Linked DNA regions of Mus musculus: region 2 is linked to region 1. Evidence: chromatin contacts called from public promoter capture Hi-C data. All regions are on one chromosome and are shown on one strand. Each heading gives the region's core, a stretch centred on a gene start, on an enhancer-like site or on the middle of the called end of the contact. The rest is flanking DNA. Distances are from core to core; before and after follow the strand shown. Region 1 holds the start of Kmt2d (lysine (K)-specific methyltransferase 2D). Region 2 holds the start of Map3k12 (mitogen-activated protein kinase kinase kinase 12).

Evidence for each region. Promoter capture Hi-C pulls out the DNA fragments that hold promoters and counts their contacts.
Region 2: a promoter capture Hi-C map of liver shows a contact between it and region 1, with 2.3 times the contacts expected there. The contact joins the promoter of Map3k12 here to the promoter of Kmt2d in region 1. A contact is called at or near these places in 3 of 39 promoter capture datasets (cranial neural crest, liver and pre-B cells).

Annotation. Positions count from the first base shown.
Region 1 is chr15:98,868,643-98,873,042 of GRCm38.p6, forward strand. Kmt2d (lysine (K)-specific methyltransferase 2D) reads right to left here and starts at 2,563. Exons shown (of 55, transcript NM_001033276.3): 1 at 2,372-2,563.
Region 2 is chr15:102,515,633-102,520,182 of GRCm38.p6, forward strand. It overlaps Map3k12 (mitogen-activated protein kinase kinase kinase 12), which reads right to left and starts at 1,372. Exons shown (of 16, transcript NM_001163643.1): 1 at 1,156-1,372. Tarbp2 (TARBP2, RISC loading complex RNA binding subunit) reads left to right here and starts at 2,560. Exons shown (of 9, transcript NM_009319.3): 1 at 2,560-2,970; 2 at 3,490-3,659. The coding sequence starts at 2,918.

The sequences.
Region 1 (4,400 bases), core at 1,313-3,812:
GGCCTGGTCACACCGAAGGTCCAAGAGGACTTTAAAGTTTCCTAAATGTTTGCATCTAACCATATCTTCCTAACAGATCCTCCAACAACTTTGTTCTCAGAGTTGAGGCCAAGAGAGCCACAAACAGCAACAAAGAGAAGTAGAAGGCAACAGTGATAATACAGTGGGTAGGAGGGCCACCTGACACAAGGCCAGAGGGACACATTCCTCGGCCCTCCCCCAAGCACAGCTCGCTCCCTAGCGCTCTCTCGCTCTCTCCTGCTCTCTCTCTCTCTCTCTCCCTCCCTCTCTCTCTCTGCTAAAGCTAGCACTGCCCAAGTAGGTACAGAAACTACCTTCTCCATCTAGCCTTGAGGATCAAAGTAGAAACCCCAGCAAAGAGAGCACCCCACTTACAGAGCCATGGAAGGTCCAAGACTGAGCGGCAAACTCTCCTTTTTCTGTACCATAAAGAACCCAGGGACACCTCCAAGTAGCCTGAAACCTCAGCCCCTAACTCCTCAAGCTTTCAGCCCAGCATCTATACCAAAATACCAAGTGCCATAGCAATCAAGTCCCTGGAGCCTTTTGAGCAAATAAAACCAAGGGCTCCCCCATCCCATCATTCACAGCCAGTAAACAGACACACACATATATCCCAAGGGGGTTTTCCCTGGATCGAAACTAGGCTAATACCTGCGCCAGGCTTGCTCTGAGCTAGGGAGCTGACACCCGGAGTCTTACATCTAAAAACACCCAAAACAGCCCAGAGAGGTGGCAGAGATTTACCCCACCACTCTCCTTCCTGTGTTCACCCTAGACCAACAGGCTTCACTCCATTTTCTCTGCAAGGGAGGAAATGGAGGCTTGGAGGGGTGAAAGGCTGGAGCCCTTGAGTGAACAGCTCTTCAGTGGGACTCAGGACTTCCTGGTTCCCAGCTAGAGAATCAAACCACACCTCTCTCCTCCCCCATTTTCAGTCAGCCCTCTAGGAAGGATCCAAATGGTAACACATTGTCCCTGGGTAGCCTAGGGGATCAGCCAGAGCTAACAAGGTACAGTCTCACCTAAGGATGCTATCTAAGAGCAGACAAGAGAGGCAGAGACCATAGATGACAGCTCACTTTACCCCGCACCCCTATGCCAACTCTCAGAAAGCTTTCAAGGGCAAACCCCCTGCTTTCCCCTTTCTGAGACAATACTCAAGGAGACCTAGCAAATGTATTTTGGAGGGGGTGGAATGAGGGCGCAAAATGCACTAGCCAAATCCCTGCTGGGCAACATGACAGGTGTGAGAGAGGCTGTCCCCAGCCCGGGGCCCAGAGGCTGAGGCGGGAGGCTCATGCTGCACCCTTCCTGCTGTAGATACACACCCCTTCTCCCCAGCACCTCCTACCAGGGCTGGAAACACTGGCTTCCAGCAGAAAAGAGCACAAATAAAGTCATTTCTCCATCAAAGAGGCACAAGCTAGCCTACTCTGCAGAGCCGGGGCAGCACCTGAGAACTATTTACCATTCCGTAGCCAGAAAAGCATTGTAGAGATCTGGCGGGGGCTTTCAGGATTGGCCAGGGACTCATGGGCAGCTAACTCTACACTAGGCCCAGAGAAAGCAAGAGACAAAAGCCATTTTTTTGCAGCCCACATTCGTAGAGAACAGATCTCAACGGCCTCCTCTATAATCCCCCGGAGATTATGTCCATCCCAAGAGGAGGGGAAACGAAGCAGGCTAAGACACCACTAGGCCTTGCTGGGGTCACTTTGCCAGGCAGAGTAGTTAAGTTGAACAGCAGGGGCAGAGCTGCCCCAGCCCCACCTCCTTCATGCCCCAGCTCCCCTCTTCATCGCACCAGTTTCCACCCACCCTCCCCCCCCCCCCCCACCTCCCGGGTGAAGGACTCAGGGCTCCTTGAGTTTCCCACGGATTGTTTTGGGTGCCCAGGTAGGTAGGAACAACATTAAAGTCCAATCTGGCAGTATGTGGGACCTGGCAGTGGCATCCCCCCACCAAGTTGCTCTGTCCCAAGGAACCCTGGGGGTGGGGGTGGGGGACAACAGCCTGGGATTGGTGTTGGCATCAGGGCCTGGGTCCTAGTTTGGTCGAACTCCCTCAACACAAAAATAAACAGGCAGAGAGGCTATCTGGACATGTTCCCAAACTCCTGTAGTTCCCTGAACCCCCAATCTTTAAAGAGGCACACCCCAAGAAACCAGGCCTCGGTTCTGCCGTGGCAACTGGCTCAGATTCCCTTGACAGACCCTGCCAAAGGAACCCTCCCCAGCTCTGGCACCCCTTTCTCCAACCTAAAGGCCAGCCACCGGCCAAGATAGTCCATCTGGCTGTGCCCCTAGTCCAACCCTTTCTGGGCCCAGGCCGGGCGGACTTCACTCACCTCTTCACAGGGCGATCCAGAAATCCTCATCCGAGAACATGGCCAGAGCCCGGGCCGCTCCCCGACCTCCAACCGCCAGAGCGAGCACAGCCGCCCCCCACTCGGGGGGGCTTAGGGAGACCAAGAACGGTAAATCCAGGTCGGAGTGGTCACCCTTCCCCCGGGGGTTTAAAAAAAAAAAAAAAAAAAAAAGCAAAAATCCAACAGGGGTTCTCTGCCTCAGGTTCCAGCAGTTTAGGTTTCCATGAACAGCCCCAGGGCGGCGAATCCCGAGCGGACACAAAGAGAGCACCGGTGGCTTTGATCTTGGGCGAGCAGGCTCCGCATCCGCGTCGCGGGGCGGCCTCTCAGTCCTAGGGCCCGGCCAGCGCCCCGGCCGCCCGCGCCGGGCTCGGGCGGAACGTCGAGGCTCTCCAGATGGAACGTCGAGGCGCCTCCCCAGCAGCCCGGAAGGAATGCCGCGCCGCGCCGCGCCGCGCGCCGGGCCCGGATGGAACGTGAGCCCCTCGCAGCCGCGCCGAGCCCCTCTCCCCGCCGGGCCGGCGCCCCGGGGCCGCGCGAGCTACGGCGACGCGGAGCCGGCGGGGCCGAACCTGACACACACCCAGCGCCGGGCTCCGCGACCCCGAGCGTCCCCCCTCGGCGGCTTCGAGCCCCCCACCTTCTGCTCCCCCCGGGGAAGGGAGGAGGGTTGGTGGGCGAGGAAGAGGAAGGGGCGGGCGGTGCGAGCCCTCTGCCCGCTCCCCTCCGGCCGCTCCAGGCCCAGCGCTCGCCTCCCTTCCCCTCTGGCCTCGGGAGCTGCCCCGCCCCCGGCCTGGCCGCCTGTGGTCAGCGGCACCCCCTAGACCCCCGGCAGGCACTGATCGCGGGGGGTCTAGAGGTGCATGGTCCAACCCCGGCTCCCGGCGCCGGGGGGTCAGGAAACTGAGCGGAAAGTGGGGAACGAGGCAGCCATTTGCAACCGGAGAGGAAAGTAGTGCAGCGCGGCGCCGCTCCGCCTCCCCCCTCCGCCTCCTGCTCGGCCGGTAGGGTGGTTCCTGCGAAGAGGCTCTTTCCTCGCCTTGGAGCTGGGCAGCGATCGTAGAGACTCGTGGAGCGTCCGGCGCGAGATCCAGGGGGCCCTTTTGCCTGGGGAACCCCACTCGAGAAGGGGAGAAAGGAGAAGAGGAGGCCCTATTTTGTGTTGGAGCGGGGCGGCGGAGGGGTACAGCCCTCTTGGAGGAAAGGCTGTGACTCTGCAGTTCTACGCACACGCTCCGGGATCCCTCCGCTGCAGATTAACCCCGACTGCGCCAGGCTGGCCGCCGGGCAGACACGTGGGAATAAAGCCCCCCTCTTCTTCGCCACGGCCCAGGAGCTGCCTCCTTTACCTTCTGGGTGGTAAAGCTAGGATTCTGGCCACTTTTTAATTCTGTTCCCTAAAGTCACTGACCCTTGGAACTCCTTTCTTTGGCTGGGGGACAATCTTTGCCAAGGGGGGGTGGGGGGTGAAAAGAGAGCCTGGAGATTGGCCGCAGCTCTGCATCCTGGGAACTGGAGTCCGCAAATGGAGAAAGTGAGGCACCGTGCCTGGCGCTGCAAAGGGTGGGTTCTTGCCACGTTTGGGGGCCGGAAGAAAGCTGGACGACTCTCAGGTCTTCTAACTCCAAGACCCTTTGGAGTAGAAGTATTGTCGGTGTCCTCGCGATCCCCAAACAACCACTTCCCGACCAAAACATCAATGTAGAGTGTCCCCACCCCATATTTAATTTTCCCGAAAATCTTCTAAACCTGTCTTTTATTTCTTCTTCTTCTTCCTTAAACTAAGCTAAATACTCTGCTACTTGGTTGGAATATTGTTAATCTGAATAAGACCCTTGGCAAGCTCCCGCACTCCCAAGTATGGAAGGAGGGAAGACTAGAATTACCTTTCTGCACAGACTGTATACATGGAGTAAGCAGGTTGAGACAAATTAACTATGTACTCGATACTTTATATTCCCCCCCCCCTTTCCTCACCAACATTGTGGAATTATCTCCATATTACAAG
Region 2 (4,550 bases), core at 122-2,621, 3.6 Mb after region 1:
GAAACCCCAGCCACACCTTCCATCTTCCACCTCCATCCACCAAAGATCTAGGACTTGGCAAGTATTGGACCTTGGGGTCTTCCTGGAAGTCAACAGTTGGTTAGACCCAACTTGGGGCCCAGATAACTTTCCATGAGAGATGGCAGCACTCTTGAACTTGTAAACACTAATGTTTGGACAGCAAGGCCCAGAGGGAACTTGGGCTGTTTCCTTTCCAAATTCTTGCTACTGGTGTAAGCTTGGGATGACCCTCTGCCTGAAAACCACGAGGCGGCTGGGAGAATCAGAAGAGAGTTTAGAGTGAGGCTCCAGGTGCCTGGGGTGTGTGAGACCTCATGTGCATGCTCTTTTGGTTGAAGGCCAAAGAGGCAGAAGACAGAGAGCCGCAAGGCTCCTCCCTGCAGCCCTACTACTGTTTATGGAACCCACCCCTCTTCTCTTTCTACCCTCAGCCAAAGCCTTGCCTACCAAGATTGTAAGCCAAGGAGTTTGGTGAGTGTGTGAGAAAAAGGGAGGTTTGTGAAGCGCCTGACTAGGGAAATGGGTTAAGGAAACCAGAGACGAGCAGGCAGAAGAGAGAGAAAACTACATCCAAATGGAGGACGGGGTGCAACAGCTGGACGGTAGGGAATGCCACAGCTGGAGATTAGAGGGATTACAGATGGACGGGGGAGAGGGCCCTGCCAGGGCATGCAGGTGTAGGTGCAGCCTAATTTTCAGGTAGAGCCTATTAGGTGCAGGAGTGGGGGAGGGGGGCGGTGGGTATATTAGGCCTTGCCCTTCCATCCCTTCCCTGGAGGGGGCCACAATTCTCCCTCCTTTCTAGGTCCTGAGGTTGAGGAGGAGAGGACGTGCTCTTGCCCGCTGTCCTTTAGGTCTTCCCCTAGCCACCCTCATCCTCGCATAATCCACCACAGCTTTGGAGGCTCTTGGTCTCCAAGCTGGGCCGCCGCATCCCTCAGCTTCGCCCGGTTCCTTCCTATCTCCAGGCGTCGGGTCCAGGGCTCTAGTTCCTTCATACCACAGCTTCAGCATCCTCGAGTCACCTCCTCCCCCACCACGCCACAATTGTATCCCGACCCTCCCTCCACGCCAGGATCCCAAGACCCGAACCCATCCCTGCCCCCCACCCCCACAAGTCGCCCAGGCTCTCACCTCGGGGGCTCCGCGGCCGCAGCACAAAAGGCGGCGCTGCTGCAGCTCCGCTCCGGATGCTGCTCCCGCCTCCTCCTCCTCCTCCTCCTTCCCTCCTCCCCCCGTTGCCCTCCACCGGACCTGGAGAGCTGTCACCGGCGATGCTCGTGTGGAACTCAGGTGTACGGGTGTCAGCCCCAGCTTTTAGCCCCCACCCCCTACTCGAAGCCCCGTCCCCACTCGACTTGAACTCCCGCTCCTTCCAAAGCCCCCGCCCCTGGCCCCCCGGGACGGACACGCCCTGAGCGGGGGATGCTGCGCTGGAGTCGCCGGCCTCTTAAAGGAGCCTGTGGCTGCCATCCGGCGCGATCCAGGCTCCTTCCTGGAGGTGTTCTACGGCAGTTCCACTTTGGTCCTCATGCGGAATCTGTAGGATCCCCTTGTGACCTGTCTTACAGATTCTTTCCTACACCCCGAGAGCGCAGTCCATCAGTATACACAACGCTCTGGCACTGGTCCCTTGTCATACCGACATCTCCAGCTGGCCTTCCCTCGTCGCTGCTCCATTTTCACCCAATTGGAATCCACCCAGCCGTAGGTCCCTTCCCACTTCTGTGCTCCTGGATGACCGATCGCTCGTTTTCATTACTGATTCCTCTTACCTCTAACCCTATTCCTTTCTAGCAAGACATCTTATCCTAGACCCATTTTAAAAAACACTCTTTGAATCACGTTTTTCGTGGTATCACTTTCTCCTTCTGTCCAAGGTCACAAGATTTCCCATATTTCTTTCACTCTGGTGGTATCAAGGCTTTGGAGAGCCAAAGGTAATCGTTAAGCTCTGCGCGTATATTAGTTCGTTAATTATTCCTGTGCTCTTTCAGGTGAGACTAAACACAGAAGGTCCATCTAATGATTCTCGGGACAGTTAAAAGAGGTTCACTAGGGCTGATCTAAAGAGGCACGAACCCTGTCAGGCTGCGTGGAGTTAGTGAAGAGAGGCGAAGGACAAGCCACAGAAAAGCAACGGGTTTTTTGACACGGAGTGCTGAGAAGCTTACGCTACAGCCTGGGAGACCGGGTCTGAGGAGAACTCCGGACTTATAAAACCCCAGAGCTCTGGGGTGGGGGTGGCCAGGTAAGGCACACCCTCTGGGGCAGCAAAAGGACTTCGGCCAATCACAGCCTTTCCTCAAGGAGAAGGCTACACCTTTCCTCGTCTCCGCCCTCTGGGCCAAGTGACCAATCTGCAAGCGCCTACAGGAAGTCGCTCTCAGTATAGCCAATAAAGCAGCGAAGCCCGCAGCGGCGCCCGAATGACGCGCTGGCGCCTGGGTTCTGTAGTTCTCTCAGGGAGACAGACCTTACCGCCCCGCCCCTGGCCGCCTACACGCAGCTAATACGCATGCTCACAGTGTCGGCTTGGGAGGAGGCGGTGCGCAAGGAGGAAGGCGGGAATGACATTAGGAAAAAAAAAAAACCAAAAAAACAAAAAACCCAACCCACTCGTAGTAGCTTGGGAAGCTTCCGCCGAGGGTCTGCTCCTCCCAGAAGGCGGTGCAGATGCCCGGGCGAGTCTCGCTGAGGGTTGTGGGGCGGGTAGCTCGGATCCATAAGAAGACACAAGGAGCCGAGTGGGCGGGGGACTCCAGATCCCAGCATGCCCCGCGGCGGGCCCTACCGGCCGCGACTCCGGGCTTGGCCCCGGCCCTAGCTCCTCGGCGGTGTACTGGGGTGCGTGGAGGCTGTAGTCACGGTGGCGCCCGCGGGGACGGAGGAGGGAATGAGTGAAGAGGATCAGGGCTCCGGCACTACTACAGGCTGCGGGCTGCCCAGGTGAGCTGCCTCGCTTGGATTCCTGAAGGACGAAAAGTGTGAGGTGGTGAGGAGGGGCGGCGGCGCGGCCCCAGCATGCACCTGGCCTGAGGGTTGTTCCCAGCAAGCACTGGGGTAGTGGGCAGAGGTTCCCGGCATGCACTGGGGCTGTGGCCAACGCCTCCAGCTCTAGTTTGGGGTTGGCTTGATTCCCAGACTGCACTAGAGCCCTGGGCTTTATGCCCCGACGTTCAGTGTATTTGGTGGGTACTGGGTTCCCGAATTGTATTGTGTCGGGGGAAATGCACGTTCAACCAGCACCACGGCACAGGATCCCTCGCCTTAACTGAGAACAGTACATTCTCCACTTGCCTTGGGACCTTGCTTTCCCTCATGCACCTTAACTTTTAACCCAGCCAATGGATGCTATACTGCCTGGGAATTCATGGACCCTATAATGTGGCTAGGTCTAATGTGACAGTGATTTGCCAGGTGGGTGCCGAAAGGGGAAGTGTGATGTTGGTCTGTGCCCCTTCCCAGCATAGAGCAAATGCTGGCCGCCAACCCGGGCAAGACCCCGATCAGCCTTCTTCAGGAGTATGGGACCAGAATAGGAAAGACGCCCGTGTACGACCTTCTCAAAGCCGAGGGCCAAGCCCATCAACCTAATTTCACCTTTCGGGTCACCGTTGGCGACACCAGCTGCACTGGTGAGGAAGGCCTGGGCAGCCTGGCTGGGGTGTGCATTCACAGGGCCCGTGGCTTAATATCATGCGATCACCTCACAGTCCTCTCCTTTAAAGCCAGGGAGGGATGGAGATATTTCAGGGGGAAAGAAGGATTGGAACAGGGCTGTGAGACGGTGGACGGGACCCGAGAGACTCACTGGCGAGAACAGGAAATGTCACAGAGATCTGCTACTTTATCACCCCAGAGGAAGAGTAAATGAGACATTGAACTCCTCGTGGGTATTAGGGGGAGCACATACTCTGCTAGCCTTCATGCCTCACATTGAACACGAAGAACTTAGTATGAGAAATTAAATGGTAGGCTCCAGTTCACATGTAATAAGTGGCAGAGCAGAGCTTTGACTTCAGACCCTCAGTTGTCTCTATTTCCTATTTACCGAGGGAAGAGAAAAGGGGAAAGAAAGACAGAGCAAAACATCCCTCCGCAACCCACCAGTGTTGGAGCTCAAAAATCCTGCCTGGCACAGTTTCATTACGGGAGCTGACTGAAAGAGGAGGTGTTCAAGGCCCATTTCTGTTGCTGTAGTAAGGCTCCGAAACTAAAAGCAGTTTAGAGGAGGAAAAGGGTTGATAGGTTTACAGTTCAGGTTACATTCATGACTAAGGGAAGCTAAGGAAGAAACTCACATTATCAGTCAAGACCAAAGAAAATAATCTGATTCTTGCTACTTCTGACTAAGGAACTCACTTCACAGCCACAGAAGCACAGCAGGAACAATGGCAGATACTCCATGCTGGCTGGCTGGCTTATTTATACTCTACTAGATTTCTTACACAGTTCAGGACCACCTGCCTAGGGGTGGTACCACAATAGTGGGCTGTGCATATCAGCATCAATTAACTATCAGTCCA